Linked DNA regions of Sus scrofa: all the other regions are linked to region 1. Evidence: chromatin contacts called from public Hi-C and promoter capture Hi-C data. All regions are on one chromosome and are shown on one strand. The core of a region is the stretch at or near the end of the contact, and the rest is flanking DNA. Distances in the headings are between cores, read along the strand shown.

Region 1 (4,700 bases), core at 769-3,268:
CTCCTCTTGTATTCAGTGCCTTTATACTTTCTTCTCCCTACTTATTTTCTCCTGGGAGATAAGCTGATAATGTTTGTCCTGGATGCTGCAGGGTGAATTTCTGTTACATTGTTTTTCATAGAATATTGACATTTTAAGCCTGACATTTAGTCCTACAATGAAAGGCTTTGTGTTGAGATTGAAAGAGATTTAAAAAATGTATCAACCAAATAACAATGTGTAAATCTTGTTTGGATTCTAATTCAAACAAACCAACAGTTTTTAAAATAAACAACTTTAAAAAAGTTTCTATCTTTAGGAGGTAGATATGGGAAGGTTTTTGGATGAAAAGATAAAATGTTTGAGGGTATTCCCTGGTGGCCTAGTGGTTAAGGATCTGGGGTTGCCGCTGCTGTGGCTCAGGTCACTGCAGTGGCACAGATTGGATCCCTGGCCCGGGAACTTCCCCATGCCTTGGGTGAGGCCAAAAAACAAAGAACAACAAAACAAAAAAGAACAGAAAAGAAAAAAGTATGCTGTTTGAGATTTGCTTCAAGATACTCCAGTATGCAAGGGGTGTGATGAGAGGAGGAATAGATGAAACAACATTGTGATAAATTAACAATGGTTAAAGCTGGATGATGAGTTGAGGAGGGGGTTCTTTGGACAATTCTAACACCAAATGTTTGAAATTTTCCATAATAAAAGAGGTTTGTTTGTTTTTGGCAGCCCTGCAACTTATGGAGTTTCCAGGGTTAGGGCCACAACTGCTGCAACTCCAGATCCTTAACCTCCTGTGCCTGGTGCCCTTCAAGGTGCAGGTCCGAAACTAGCGCTTCCAGCGATCCGTTGCGCCACAGGAGAACTCTCATAATAAGAAACGTAAAAACAAGGAGAAATGGCCAAGGGAGCTATTCACCTATGCTCTCTCATTCTCCCTTTCCAAAAGAACTCCTATGTTGTTGAGGATGCAATGTAACTGTCCAGATCCAAAAAAAGTTTAATCATTTTTTTTTCTAGTCTCACTTGCAAATGTGAGTGACCAGTAGAAAGCGGAAAGAAGCCGTTGGGTGTGGTTTCCAAGAAAATTCTTTAAAGTTGCTGTTTCAGGTAGTAAGTGAGCCTGTTTGTTACCATTGCCTCTTAAAGAACTGAGAAAGGGAGTTCCCATCGTGGCGCAGTGGTTAACGAATCCGACTAGGAAGCATGAGGTTGCTGTTCGATCCCTGCCCTTGCTCAGTGGGTTAACCATCCGGCGTTTCCGTGAGCTGTGGTGTAGGTCGCAGACGTGGCTCTGGCGTAGGCTGGCAGCTACAGCTCCGATTAGACCCCTAGCCTGGGAACCTCCATCTGCCTCAGGAGTGGCCCAAGAAAAGACAAAAAACAAAACAAAACAAAAAAAACTGAGAAAGGAACTGGCAATTATCTTGCACCACAAGCAACCATAACGCCAGAATGCGTGATGTCAGGGACCGTGGCGCCTAAAGAAGGAAGGATCCTGGATCCTTGATGATGGTGGAACTGCCACACCAGGCCTGGGATGATTTCCCCTTTTTTTCAACAGGGAGAACTAAACTTTTTTCTCGTTTTAAATTTGCATTCGCCCTTACGGAAGCTGTAAACTCCACGAAGGCAGAGAGTCTCTCTGCCTTATAGCTCACAAACTTGGCTGCTTTTTGGAATTAGCTGGGGTTTTTGTTTGTTTGTTTTTAATATTAAGGTTTGGACCCCACTAACAGAGTGAATTCACTGATTTGGGGTACGGCTTAGGCACTGGAATTTGTAAAAACTGCCCCGGTGATTCTAACTTGCAGCCAATTTGGAGACCCGCTGTTTCAGCTCGCGATTTGATTCCCACAACGACTGACTCCTGGCTGGAGCAAGGTCAGGAGTGGGTGATCAACTGAGATCACCTGCTACCGCACGGAGTAGGAAGGGCAGGCGTCCTAGCTCTGTTTCTCGCCAAAGCGGACTCAGCTGAGCTTTTGCCCGCTTCGCCCCCGCCGCCGCCCAGCTTTGGCCCAGGATAAACACGGAAATGCTTGGCGCGCCTCAGCTCGCTGTCCGAGAGCCCTGAAGTGCGCTTGCGCGACTCCGGGTCCCGGCGGGTAGTTTGAATTTCGCTCCGGGAGTTGAGTCTCGCGATTCTGGACTTCCGGCCGAGACTGGAGTGGTCTACACGCTTCGCGACCGCTGTAGGTGGGCTCTTCGCTGCGGGACCCGCGCTAGGTTGGAGCCTAGAGTTGAAGATCTTGCCCTCGGAAAGCGGGCGGAAGGCATTGTTCGGACGGAGGGGGGGGCGCGCGGGGCCGGACCGGGTTGGGCGGAGGAGCAGAGCTTCACTTTACCTCGCTGGGTGAGCTGGGGGGGATGCTGCAGACTTGTCAGCTATCCTCGGAGTGAGCGGATAGATAGTACCTGATTTCTTTCCTTCCCCTCCCTCGTCTCTTTACCCTAAATAGTAAAGTTCCCACCCCCACAGCATAGCAGAAATGTTTACTTGGACCTGTTTCTTTGAACTTAGAATTCTTTAAGATTTTTATGTATTTTGAGTTTTTACAGAAAACATTAAAAAAAATAAATTACCAATACTTTATATATACATAGTGCATTTGTTCCTCTAAATCCTTAAGGAAATGATGCACGCTTATCGCCTGGACCCCGATTTGTAGGACATTAACTACAGAAGGTTCTAGGACAAGTCAATACTGGACTTTGGTTAGAAACTGAATTTTATAGAATTGAAAGAAATTGCTGTTGGACTTCCCGTGTGGCTCACAACAAAGAAATTGCTGTTGAGTTTTTGTACTTTCTCCCCCCAACCCCCCTTTTTTGGCCGCTCCAGTGTCATATGGAATTTCCTGGGCCAGGGATCCACTCAGCCGCAGCTGGATCCTTAACTCACTGCACCACATCAGGAATTCCTATATTCTTTCCGAGAAGTATCTTACTGGATATTTACCATTCTTGGAGTTTCTCTCTCTCTCTCTCTCTTTTTTTTTTTGGTCTTTTTAGGGCCGTACCCACAGCATATGGAGGTTCCCATGCTAGGGGTCTAATGGGAGCTACAGCTGCCGGGCTTCACCACAGCCCAAGCAACGCGGGATCTTCAACCCACTGAGCAGTGCCAGGGATCATACCTGAACCTCATGGTTCCTAGTCGGATTCGTTTCTACTGCGCCACAAAGGGAACTCCCATTCTTGGATTTTTTTGAAAGTGAACTGAAATTTGTCTGGCTTTTTTTTTTTTTTTTTTTTTTAATAAATATGTTTTTTTTCTTCAGCGGCTTAAAGGATGGCCTTGTCAGATCTGGAACAACTGTGCTCACATATTAATGAAAAAATTGGCAATATTAAAAAAACTCTGTCGTTAAGAAATTGTGGTAAGTAAAACAGATTCCACTGGCTTTGTACATAATAAATGCATTTTGATTATTGTGCCACTTTGAGTGATATACCTGATATGTTAGGTGATTTTAAGTTTCTAATAATGATTTTTAAAACACTCCAGCATTGGTATTGTGAATATTACAGTGGATACTAAAATGCAGGTTCCATTGAACAGTGAATTTTCTATTAATTACATTTATTTACTTAATGCTTTTCTGAGACACACACAAGGCAGAATAGTAAGATTTGAAGGTTCTGTAGCATTTTTCTAGTTCTGGAGGCAAATAGAGCTACTAAAAGGCAAAGAAAATCAAAAGTAGGAAAGACCCACAGAGGTAGAATTAGCCCATAGCCCATCTTACAGCCTGCTTTGGAGGAAACTTAGCAATTTATATCCCTAAGAAATAACTAAATGAAAATGAAATCAGTTTTTTACACATCCAGAAATCTGGAGGTTGTAACCATATCCCAAAATATTTTGAAGAGCTGAAAGTGGATAAGGTCATGGAAGTGCAGAAAAATAGAGGATCCACAAGTTGACGTCATGGCTCGGCAGAGGCAAATCTGACTAGGATCCATGAGGACGCAGGTTCGATCCCTGGCCTTGCTCAGTGGGTTAAGAATCCAGTGTTGCCAAGGGCTATGGTGTAGATAGCAGACATGGCTCAGATCTGGTACTGCTGTGGCTGTGGCATAGGTCGGTGGCTGCAGCTCTGATTTGACCCCTATCCTGGAACCTCCATATGCTGCGGGTACAGCCCTAAAAAGACGAAAAAAAAAAAAAAATAGAGAATACTTGTAAAATCTAGAAAAATAGCATTTACAAAAATGCTATAACCCTACCTAGGAGAGCTAAAGATTTATTGATTCGGTAGTTCCCATTGTGGCTCAGTGGTAATGAGCCTGAATATATCCATGAGAATGCAGGTTCAATCCCTGGCCTTGCTAAGTGGGTTAAGGATCTCATGTTGCTGTGAGCTGTGGTATAGGCTGGCCGCTGCAGCTCTAATTCAACCCCTGGTTGGGGAATTTCTGTATGTGGAGGGTGCGACCCTAAAAAAAAAAAAAGATTTATTGATCAGTGGAATTCCATCTGCTGGGAAGATGCTGTTGAACTTTTATTGTAGTTTGTATTAAGAATTGATAATATTAAAAAATTCCAATATGAAATTATAATGTTGGTATGTCCTTTCAAATTTTAGATGTCCTCCTGAGACTTTGATATTTTCCTTCTCTTGTTGTGAACCACTAATAAAGAGCATCATCTGTTTTACAGTTTGGGGCTGAGGGAGTCAATAAAAAGCCCAAAGGGTGGTGGGTTCATCTTTTCA
Region 2 (4,700 bases), core at 1,208-3,707, 930 kb before region 1:
AATGTGTCTCCTCGTTATGAGTGTAAACAACAAACTACATTAATCATTACTAAGGCAATTATAATGGTTCCTTTGTAAAAGTGCGTTATATTACTGTTTATATTTAAAAATATTCCGTGAAGGGATGTATTGTACTATGAAAAAGGTCCATGTAAGAAAGCTTACCACCCTTCTTAAAATACTGAAAACAAAGAGAAAGACAGTCAAGGAAATCAAACTAGACATAGCAATTTAAACTGAATCCAAGCTTTATGTATAAAAACATTAATGTTTCAGGTACCTTAAGTTCAGCATTACTCTCTGCATTTTTAAGCATGTGCAATAAAAATTCAGCACTCTTTTTGGGCCACCGACCCTGTGTCCAGCCCCACTGTTTGGCCTAAAAATCAAACAAACAAAAAGAAAAGCAGAGACTATTAGCCACTTCCCGCAACTTAAATCAATGTTACAAGATGATTTTAACTGACATCAAGGTTGCTCAGGACATGGTTTTTTTCATGGTTAATCCAAAGGTGTCCTAAGATTTGTCATCACAGCAACCAGAAAGAGATAAAAGACACTTTCCTTTTACAATTTGTCTTTTAAAATGGCAGCTATGAATTCTCACCTGGGCACACCTACCGACTCCACCATTGTAACGACGGAATGGCACACATTGCTTCTGTAGAGTGACGTCTTTCAGATACTTGGTGGCTTTTCGAATATGCATACCCTTAATGGCCTGGGCAGTTTCACGAGTGTTCTAAATACAAATAATATAAGCTGTGAGTTAACCATAATCACAATTTTAAAACATGAAATTCTAAGATTTTCAAAATGTCAACATTGCCAACACCTACAACTTTTCCATGTTATATAATAAAATTCTGTGATCAATACAATGAAATATTACAATATAACGAAATAATGCAATTAAAAATTCTGTGATCAAGAGCTAAGGGGAGTTCCCGTCGTGGCGCAGTGGTTAACGAATCTGACTAGGAACCATGAGGTTGCAGGTTCGATCCCTGGCCTTGCTCAGTGGGTTAAGGATCCGGCGTTGCTGTGAGCTGTGGGGTCACAGCTCCGATTCGACCCCTAGCCTGGGAACCTCCATATGCTGCGGAAGCAGCCCTAGAAGAGACAAAAAGACAAAAAGACAAAAAGACAAAAAAAAAAAAAAAGCTAAGGAAGCTTGGTTTGAAGGTGGAGTCAATCACCTATGCCCTACACTGTCATCCTGTCATCTACAATGTTCCATACCTTCATCTGTACACTAGGTTCCCAAGCAGTTCTTTGGCACTTTTTCCTAATTCTGCAAATGCTAAAGCAACACACTCCTTACATGTATATGTACCAAAAGGTAGCTGCTCAGAATCAATTTATTTTCATGGTAAATCCAAAGGTGTCCTAAGAAACACATCACTGCAGCTACCTTTTCACAATGGTGACAACACTCACTAGAACTCATGGAACAACTCTTGTAGAGTATAGCTGTGGATTCACATACCTTAAAGTGAACACGAAGATTTGAACCTCTTGATTTGCATGCTAAAATACACAGAAAAAATTTGTGTTAATTTTGGGTGTCCTGTAGCCTATTACTCCAAAATAAAAAATGTTTCTTTTCTTGTTCACTTACATTTTGTGGGGTTTTCTGGGTCGAGTGAATAGCGAACCATTTTTAGAGGTCACCTGGAAGCGAGCAAACATAATGCTATCAATACATATTGTAACTCATACTTTATATATGGACCCAACGCAGGCAGCTGCTCAGAGAATAGTTGCCATGACTAATCCAAAGGTGTCCAAGGAAATGCCAGTATCGCAGCCACCCTTTCTATCCAGCGTTCCATCCCCTTTGCAACTACGCTAACTACAGCAGTGCTGACACGGAGCTCAGCAGCCCTCTTTAACCCTCAAGAAGATACCGTGTGTTCCAATCCAAATCTGGATCCTTCAGGCCAAAATAACTCAATCCAACTACAACCCCCTACACGCTCCCTCTATATCTTTCCACTTTCGAGGCTCTAACCCACGTTCAGTGCCACTGAATGTGAAACACACCCAATAACTAAACAAAGCCGCGACTCGAATTGACCTTATTTCCCCAGATCTCTCCGTTCAGTCCCAAACGCCCTTCATTAGCGGCCACCACTTACCGCGAGACACTGGACCTCAGGAGTCAGCACCGACCACAAACTGCCTGTACCTCTGCCACCCCCATTCCCGCGCATCTCGCCCCTCTGCCGGCGGCAGAGGCCGGACAGCATCAGGGAGTCAAGCTGTTAACTCCGAAACGTCCCCCCAGCACGGAGGAACACCATCACTAGTTAAGAATCAGTAACCACGAAGGTCCTGTCCCCAAGAATTTCGAAATCGGTGCAGCCAAGGTCAGGATGGCAGCGATAACCGGAGGATTCACCACTCGCGAAGAAAAGACGAAGACACACTCACCTCAGGCCGCTTACTGGAAAAGAAAGACCGGAGGCTCATGGGAGAACTCAAGAGAACTCGACATCTCGCGATATTTCCAGTCAAAGGAACGAGATTTGAAGAGGGGAGGAGGGCGGAGGAAAAAGGGAGTGTGGAGTATGTTGACGAATTTCCTCCTTAGGAACTGTCTCAAAATTCTCCTTTTTTTTTGTATACAGAAAGAAAGTCATGGATTTTAAATATCAATGAATTAAAAACGTGTTTGTAATTCTAGGACAGAACCATGTATTATTAGGTATAGATGAGACATTTATTCGTCAACGTTTGTTAGTTTTGATTATGTAATTATGTGAAAGCGGTTTATAAATCGACAGTTAATAAGACACACACACAAAAAGAAGATGCAAATGCTGAGATGTAGTTATGGTAATAAGAAAATTCTCAGTATAAGAATATCACCCAATCAATTGTACAGCAAGCCATGTGAAGGATGTACTAACTGAAGGGATGTGCAATTTGTAGATCCACATCTGAGAAAGAATGTCCCTTCCTTGGAAACAAAATGCCAAGAGGAATTTTCTTCCTCACCTAGCTCTTCTTCTGGTTTATTCCCTTAGATTTATGGTAACAGTTAGCTTTAGGTCTTCTTTTTACAGCCTTAATGAATTTCTTGTAAAATGTAAATGAACTCTTTAAATTGTATTTTATATGTATTTACTTCAATCTGTTGTCTAATTCTTTTTTTTTTTTTTTTTTTTTTGTCTTTTTTTTGGCATTTCTTGGGCCACTACCGCGGCATATGGAGGTTCCCAGGTTAGGGGTCGAATCGGAGCTGTGGCCACCAGTCTATGCCAGAGCCACAGCAACGCAGGATCCGAGCTGCATCTGCGGCCTACACCACAGCTCATGGCAACGCCGGATCTTTAACCCACTGAGCAAGGCCAGGGATCGAACCCACAACCTCATGGTTCCTAGTCAGATTTGTTAACCACTGCACCACGACGGGAACTCCCTCTGTTGTCTAATTCTTTATTCATTTTATTTATGTCTAGAAATCTTAGTTATTAAGACAATGGTGAGGAGTTCCCATCGTAGCTCAATGGTTAAGGAACCTGATTAGTATCCATGAGGACATGGGTTCGATCCCTGGCCCCGCTCATTGGGTTAAGGATTTGGCTTTGTCATGAGCTGTGGTGTAGGTCGCAGACACTGCTCAGATCCTGTGTTGCTGTGGCTGTGGCGTAGGCTAGCAGCTACAGCTCTGATTGGACCCCTAGCTTGGGAACCTCCATATGCCACAGGTGTGGCCCTAAAAAGACAAAAAGACAGACAAAAAGACAAAAAAAAAAAAAAAGAAAAAAATAGTGAAATACAAATACAGTCATCCTTAGCAATCTGCTTACTTGTTCTTTAATCCATTCAAAGAACATTCATTGAACACATATTCCTGACTTTGTGCTAAATGCTATGCTCTAATGGGCACTAGGGAAGTCCCAGATCTAGGGAACCCACAGTCTTAGAATGAGGGTAGGGACAGAGAGGTAGGGAACTAAGAAGTGAATGGCCAATTAGGATACTTTGGTGTGAAATTGCTAGAGTGAGCACTTGGAGTAGAAAAGCATCCCTTGAGTAGATGACTTGGCAGCTACACCATGAATGACCAGAAGGAGAGAGCTGGCCATGACAATAAGAGAAAAAGAATTATTATTATTGCCAGCAAGGTAATTCTGTTCTGGAGGAGTTCCCTTCTTGGCTCAGTGGTTAACAAACACTACTAGGATCCATGAGGATGCAGGTTTGATCCCCAGCCTCTCTCAGTGGGTTAAAGATCTGGCATTGCCTGGAGCTGTGGTTTAGGTCTCAGATGCAGCTCGGATCCTGCAGTGCTGTGACTGTGGCATAGGATGGGCAGCTGTAGCTCCAATTTGATTCTTAGCCTGGGAATTTCTATAGGCTGTGGGTACAGCCCTAAAAAAAAAGAAAGAAAAGTCTGCTCTGGGAACTGCAAGTGTTCGGATTCCTTTTGGACATGGTGGGGAGAGATAAGGGGGATTGGTGAACCTGATCTTGAAGGAAACTATTTGGCAAGAAGTTTTAAATTTATCCTAAGGTCAGTGGGGGATTTTTGAAAGTGTTCAAATGCTTGGAGGATGGGGGAGGTGACCTGGTCAGATTCACTTTTGAAAAGATCACTCTGCAGGGAGATATTTGAGATGCCTCAGGGCAAGACCAGAGGCTGGCAAAAGATGGTGGTGGCCTGAACTGGTTGGATTCGGTTTAATTTT
Region 3 (4,700 bases), core at 1,115-3,614, 530 kb before region 1:
TTTGCAAGTTATTTTGTCTTTTCCTTTGCCCTGTGTCTGCCCAGTGCCAGCAGCAGAATTCTTGGAGAGCAGGCACATGTCATAGACTCCCCCAGCATGGAGTCCCCCTTACCCCCCTCCCCTGTCTCACACAGCCCTGGGCACACACAAGACCCCTGAAGGCCAGTGGGACTGGGTGGTAGGCAGAGCCCTGCTGCCCCCAACCCTGGGTTTCAGCTCCTCCATCCCTGCTCCTGGGGGGGCCTCTGCTCCTGCTGGTTTGATCCCAGTTTTCCTGGCAGGAATTATGAAGCAGAAGCTGCATCCACACTGCCTGCTACCAGGACCAGTAACCCCTTCCTAATTCCCAGGGGGAAACGATCCTTCCCAGGAGCATTTGAGGCCATGGGCCAAGGGATGCCCGTCAGGTTGGGTGTGAGGTTGGGGGGTGCGGCTGTTACATCTCCCCCTGGCTCAGCCACACGAGGAGGGACCTGGCCCCTGCAGGGCTCACCCGGGCTGCTTCTTGGGCACAGCTGGTCACACCCACAGCAGACCTGACTCTGAAGCATCTGCAAAGGAGCCGAGTAAAAACCAATGGTGAGGATGCTTCAAGGGCCACCCAGGGCTTTTGCTCCATCGTCACACTTGTTCTCCCTCCAGCCAGGCTGGGGGCTACTGCTGGTCAGTTTACCCTGGGACCCCTCCTAGTCAGGGTTCTGGCCCCTCAGCCCGGGCCTGGCTTTTCCAGACACTCTCTCTTCTCGGAGCCCTCAGCTGGCCTGTGTCCGCTTACCACTGCAAATCCGCTCATGGCCTGGGCTGCATGAGGGGGAGCCCACAGCTTAGCACCTCCCCTTTCTTGGATATTTACACTTATTTTATTTTTTTGTAGGGCACAACAGTGGCATGTGTAAGTTCCCAGGCTAGGGGTCAAATCGAACTGCAGCTGCCGGCCTACACCACAGGCAAGTGGGATCTGAGCCATGTCTGTGATCTACACCGTGGTTCACAGCAATGTCATATCCTTTAATTCACTGAGCGAGGCCAGGGATTGAACCCACATTCTCATGGATACTAGTTGGGTTTGTAATGCACTGAGCCACAACAGGAACCCCTTAACACTTACATTATTTAACTCAGGCCTTTTGGCCGCTGAGCTAGTGCTTTAAACCCAGTGGGCGGGTCCCTGTCCTCCAACTTTCTCATTTCCAGGCATGCAGAGATGCCAAGGTGGGAACCACCTGCCTGACACTGACACTTGCGCTGGAAGTCAGGTGGTCTCCAGGCCTTGGTCTTAAGCCTCTTCCTGCCTCACACTGGCTGGCCCCTCAGGCACTGAGGAGTGGCTGCCTGGCCCCAGCAGGGCAGGCGGGGGGGGGGGGGGGGTGGAAACGAGTGTGGAAGTTGGCATCCTTAATTCCATAACATACCAGGCGTTGTGCACAAAGTGCAGAGCAGAGAACCATGCCGCCCAGTCATTCCACAGCGCTCAGGAAGTCAGGCACATGAGTAAATTAAAAACCAGTCAACCAACTCCAGGCCCATCCTTTGTTCCCCAAGAAAGGGTCTCTCTCCAGCTCCACCCACACCACTGGGGGGGGGGGGTTGGAGAGGGAGCACCACCTGGTGGTTTCAGAAGGAAAACCCTGAACAAGCTTACAGGAATTTACTTTTTAAATCTAAATCCTTGATGTCACTTAATCTTAAAACATATTCATGGAGAACCCACAAATGTTCCACCATGCTGAGCCCTGTTCCCAAAGAGGCCATGGCCACACGCGAATAAGCAGCGGGGAGAGTCTCCAACTGCAGAAGGCAGCAAGATACAGGTTGAGGAAGCTGCTGGAGAGCCAGGCTCTCCAGAAGACAGCTCCCCTCTGCTGACAAACTCCTGGCCCAGTTAATCCTACATGCCCTGGGCCTGTTCTTCACGTGTGAAGTCAATGCGCTTGGCTGAGTTAACCTGAGAGGTTTCTTCTAGATTTGTAATTATATGACCTAAATTTGTAAACGTCATGCACAAAAAAGGCCTGGGATACTATTACTTTCCCTCTGCACAAACTGTGAAACTAGGACCTAACCACCATTGAAAGGACCTGCTGTCTGTGGACAGAAACAGACAAGGTTCCTGCCAGCTTGAGAGGGTGGTTTCCCATTTCTACAAAGACCACTCTGTGCGCACAGAGACAGACATGGTGCTGATGTCTCTCGGGACCACGAGAACTTGGAGGAACATAAGGGAATGATCACCGCTAGAAGGCAGGAGCAGCTGAGTGGGTGCTGTGAGAGGAGCCAAGCAGTCAATCCTCCCTGCTCTGCCCTGCCCAGCAGGACAGCCTGCAGCAGCTGGGGCTCAAGGCCAAAGGACTGTCAACTCCAAGAGCACCCTAAAGCGGCTGCACTAACTCCTTCCTGTTTGGATAAGGTCTCTCCTCTCCTGCGCAGGCTCTTTAGGGGCTAACAATCCCAGGTTCACCTGCCCAAGCTCAGGTGGCAACAGCACAGCTGCTCTCCGTGCCAAGGGCCCCCTGTTGTTTCCTGGTACCTGCTGGGCAGAGAAGACCTGCAAGGAGGTTTCCTGGGACCTGAGGAAAAGTCTAGAAATGCACTCTAAGTCTTGCTGTGGAGCTCCGCAGACTTGGCAAGGCTTGGGTTGAACTGACCCGTGGCCAAAGGAGCATGTTTGCAGAGCCAGGCCTGAGCCCTGGCCACACTCCTGCCCCCAGGGGCAAGGCCAGAGGCAAGGCCAGCCTGAGAGCAGCCGGGATCATCTGCCAGCCCACTTGCCCGTCTCCCCCAGGTAGGCCCTGCAGGCTTGGTTCCAGACAGCCCTGGGAAGGAGGCTTCTCCCAGCACCTTGCCTATCTGCGGCAGCCTGTCTCTGGGCATGGACTAGCCCTCTCTTTACTTTAGCGCTGCCATTTATAAAATGGTAATAATGATGTTGGTTTCCCTTGGTTCCCAAGATGTGAAAATGAGAGAGCATTTGGAAGCAGAAGGGCCCTATGTATTCCTGGGGCTCTTCTCGGAGCAGACCCTGAGCACTGGCTTCTCTCCCACAATTTGAAAACCAAAGACCCAGTGGCAAAGGTCAAAAAATAACTCTATAAACTATGCAAGTTAGCAAATGAAGAAATTCTGAACTTGGAGACCAGGACTCTTAAAGAGGCTGTGATCCAGTGCTGGTGGTGGGGGTTGTCTCCACTTCCTCCTGAAATCTAAGCAAAATTAAGTGTACAAGTGTGAGTTTTTTCCTAGGGGAGAGCATAGATTATTTTTCCAACCACACCGACTCCAAAATCATCCCTGCATAATACAGTTTGTATTTAAAGCAGAATATCCTCCATTTCAAGAAAATAGTAGGCGAGGAAAAGCAACTCTGTCTTCAAAGCACCTTTGTGGGGGGTGGTCCTGATCGCGAAGGATGCCCTTGCCAGCCGGGCTCCAGGAATCGCAGGCCCATTCCTCCTGCCCTGCCAGCCTACCCACTGTGGTCCTCCCTGCTGCTGGGATTCCCGCGATTGGAAGGGAGACAAAACACCAATGTCATTTGCAGGTGAGACAGGCTCTGGCTCCCCACCCCCACCCCGAGGCGGCTGCTCTTTCCTGTACTTAACTTGGTTTCACAGGCTATTAGTTCACTATTGTACCCTGGGCTTGCTGGGAATGGAATTATTTTAAGATATAAGAAAAGCTATTTTTATTTTATCACCATCATCATTATTGCTGCAAAGGAAGACAAATCCAGGGTATTAAGCCTCCCCTGGGAAAACCTATAGTTGGGGCTGGATTCCTGACAACCATCTGGATGAATAAAAGGCAGCTGATAACAGGGATGGTTTATGAAGATCACAAAGATATGCACACTCGCTTGTCAGGACCAAGCTCCCGGTTTCCCTCTTTCTCTTTTTGTTAAATTTCAAATATCACCTGTGCTTCTTTTTCTTATTCATCTCCTTTCTTATCGTCACCCAAGATAATTGAAAATGACTAAATCTTGACTTTGGTTTTGGCATTCAGAGATTCACCTTCATTTTCCCCTCTCCCTCCTTTAGAGAAAAGAAGTACATCTCTCTGGAAATAAAACCCGAGTTTCTTCCTGGGGGCCTTCACCTTCGGATCACCTCTGCAGTGCGCTGGAGGCAGCCGGTCCTGGGAGTCAGTCCTTCTGGAGGCCACCCTGACTCCGTGAGCCTGCACAGCTCCATTTCCTCAACCATGAGAAAGGGGCTAGATGAGAAGATCTCGAAATCAATGTCCAGGAAGCCCTCACATGCCTGCCAACAAGTTCATGCTGCGCCCAGTGCCACCTACTGACAATTTCTGGATGCACTTGTTTTCAGCAATTTTGAACAAATGCTTTGTGACTGCTCAACATTCAATTAGCTGAGGTTTAAGAGAAAGGGAGCCAGAGAACAGGTTAGTTGTGTTTTTACAAGGGCCTCAGAGGCACAGGGAGGCAGAGGCAGTAACAGCGGCTGTATCAGCACTGATGTTTACTGCATGCTTAGTGCAGGCAGGCAATGTGCTGAGGGCTTTACACGGACTCGCCTAATCTTCTCAGTCACCATCCACAGTAAAGTAGCTGTTATGACTGTTCCCAGTTCACAGATAGGAAACTGGGGCATTGAGCAGTAATGAAGTGTCCCTAAATAGCGGGTGAGTGAATGAGCTCCCCAGCGCACACACTCGACCGCACTACCTTGGGGTCCCTGTCC

The links. Promoter capture Hi-C pulls out the DNA fragments that hold promoters and counts their contacts. Hi-C and Micro-C count contacts between places; a contact is called where the count stands out from the background.
Region 2: a contact with region 1 is called in a promoter capture Hi-C map of fetal liver, with 7 times the contacts expected there. The contact joins the promoter of RPL17 here to the promoter of SKA1 in region 1. A contact is called at or near these places in 1 of 5 promoter capture datasets (fetal liver), 12 of 47 Hi-C or Micro-C datasets (alveolar macrophages, blood, embryonic fibroblasts and 8 more) and 1 of 2 datasets of contacts at active chromatin or transcription factors (alveolar macrophages).
Region 3: a Hi-C map of liver shows a contact between it and region 1, with 4 times the contacts expected there. The contact joins the enhancer-like site here to the promoter of SKA1 in region 1. A contact is called at or near these places in 7 of 47 Hi-C or Micro-C datasets (alveolar macrophages, embryonic fibroblasts, liver and 4 more) and 2 of 2 datasets of contacts at active chromatin or transcription factors (alveolar macrophages and skeletal muscle).

Annotation. Positions count from the first base shown.
Region 1 is chr1:99,974,336-99,979,035 of Sscrofa11.1, forward strand. SKA1 (spindle and kinetochore-associated protein 1) reads left to right here and starts at 2,019. Exons shown (of 7, transcript XM_005654425.3): 1 at 2,019-2,208; 2 at 3,264-3,362. The coding sequence starts at 3,275.
Region 2 is chr1:99,045,949-99,050,648 of Sscrofa11.1, forward strand. RPL17 (ribosomal protein L17) reads right to left here and starts at 2,458. Exons shown (of 7, transcript NM_001244558.1): 1 at 2,437-2,458; 2 at 1,622-1,674; 3 at 1,490-1,530; 4 at 608-742; 5 at 281-379. The coding sequence starts at 1,661.
Region 3 is chr1:99,440,522-99,445,221 of Sscrofa11.1, forward strand. The region is part of intron 29 of MYO5B (unconventional myosin-Vb); the gene reads right to left. Among named protein-coding and RNA genes, the nearest start is that of ACAA2, 130 kb to the left of the region's middle. Within about 2 kb of position 2,365, at least 4 of the 83 cell types and tissues checked have an H3K27ac peak or open chromatin away from gene starts, as enhancers often do. A contact at or near this core is called in liver, where this site is marked.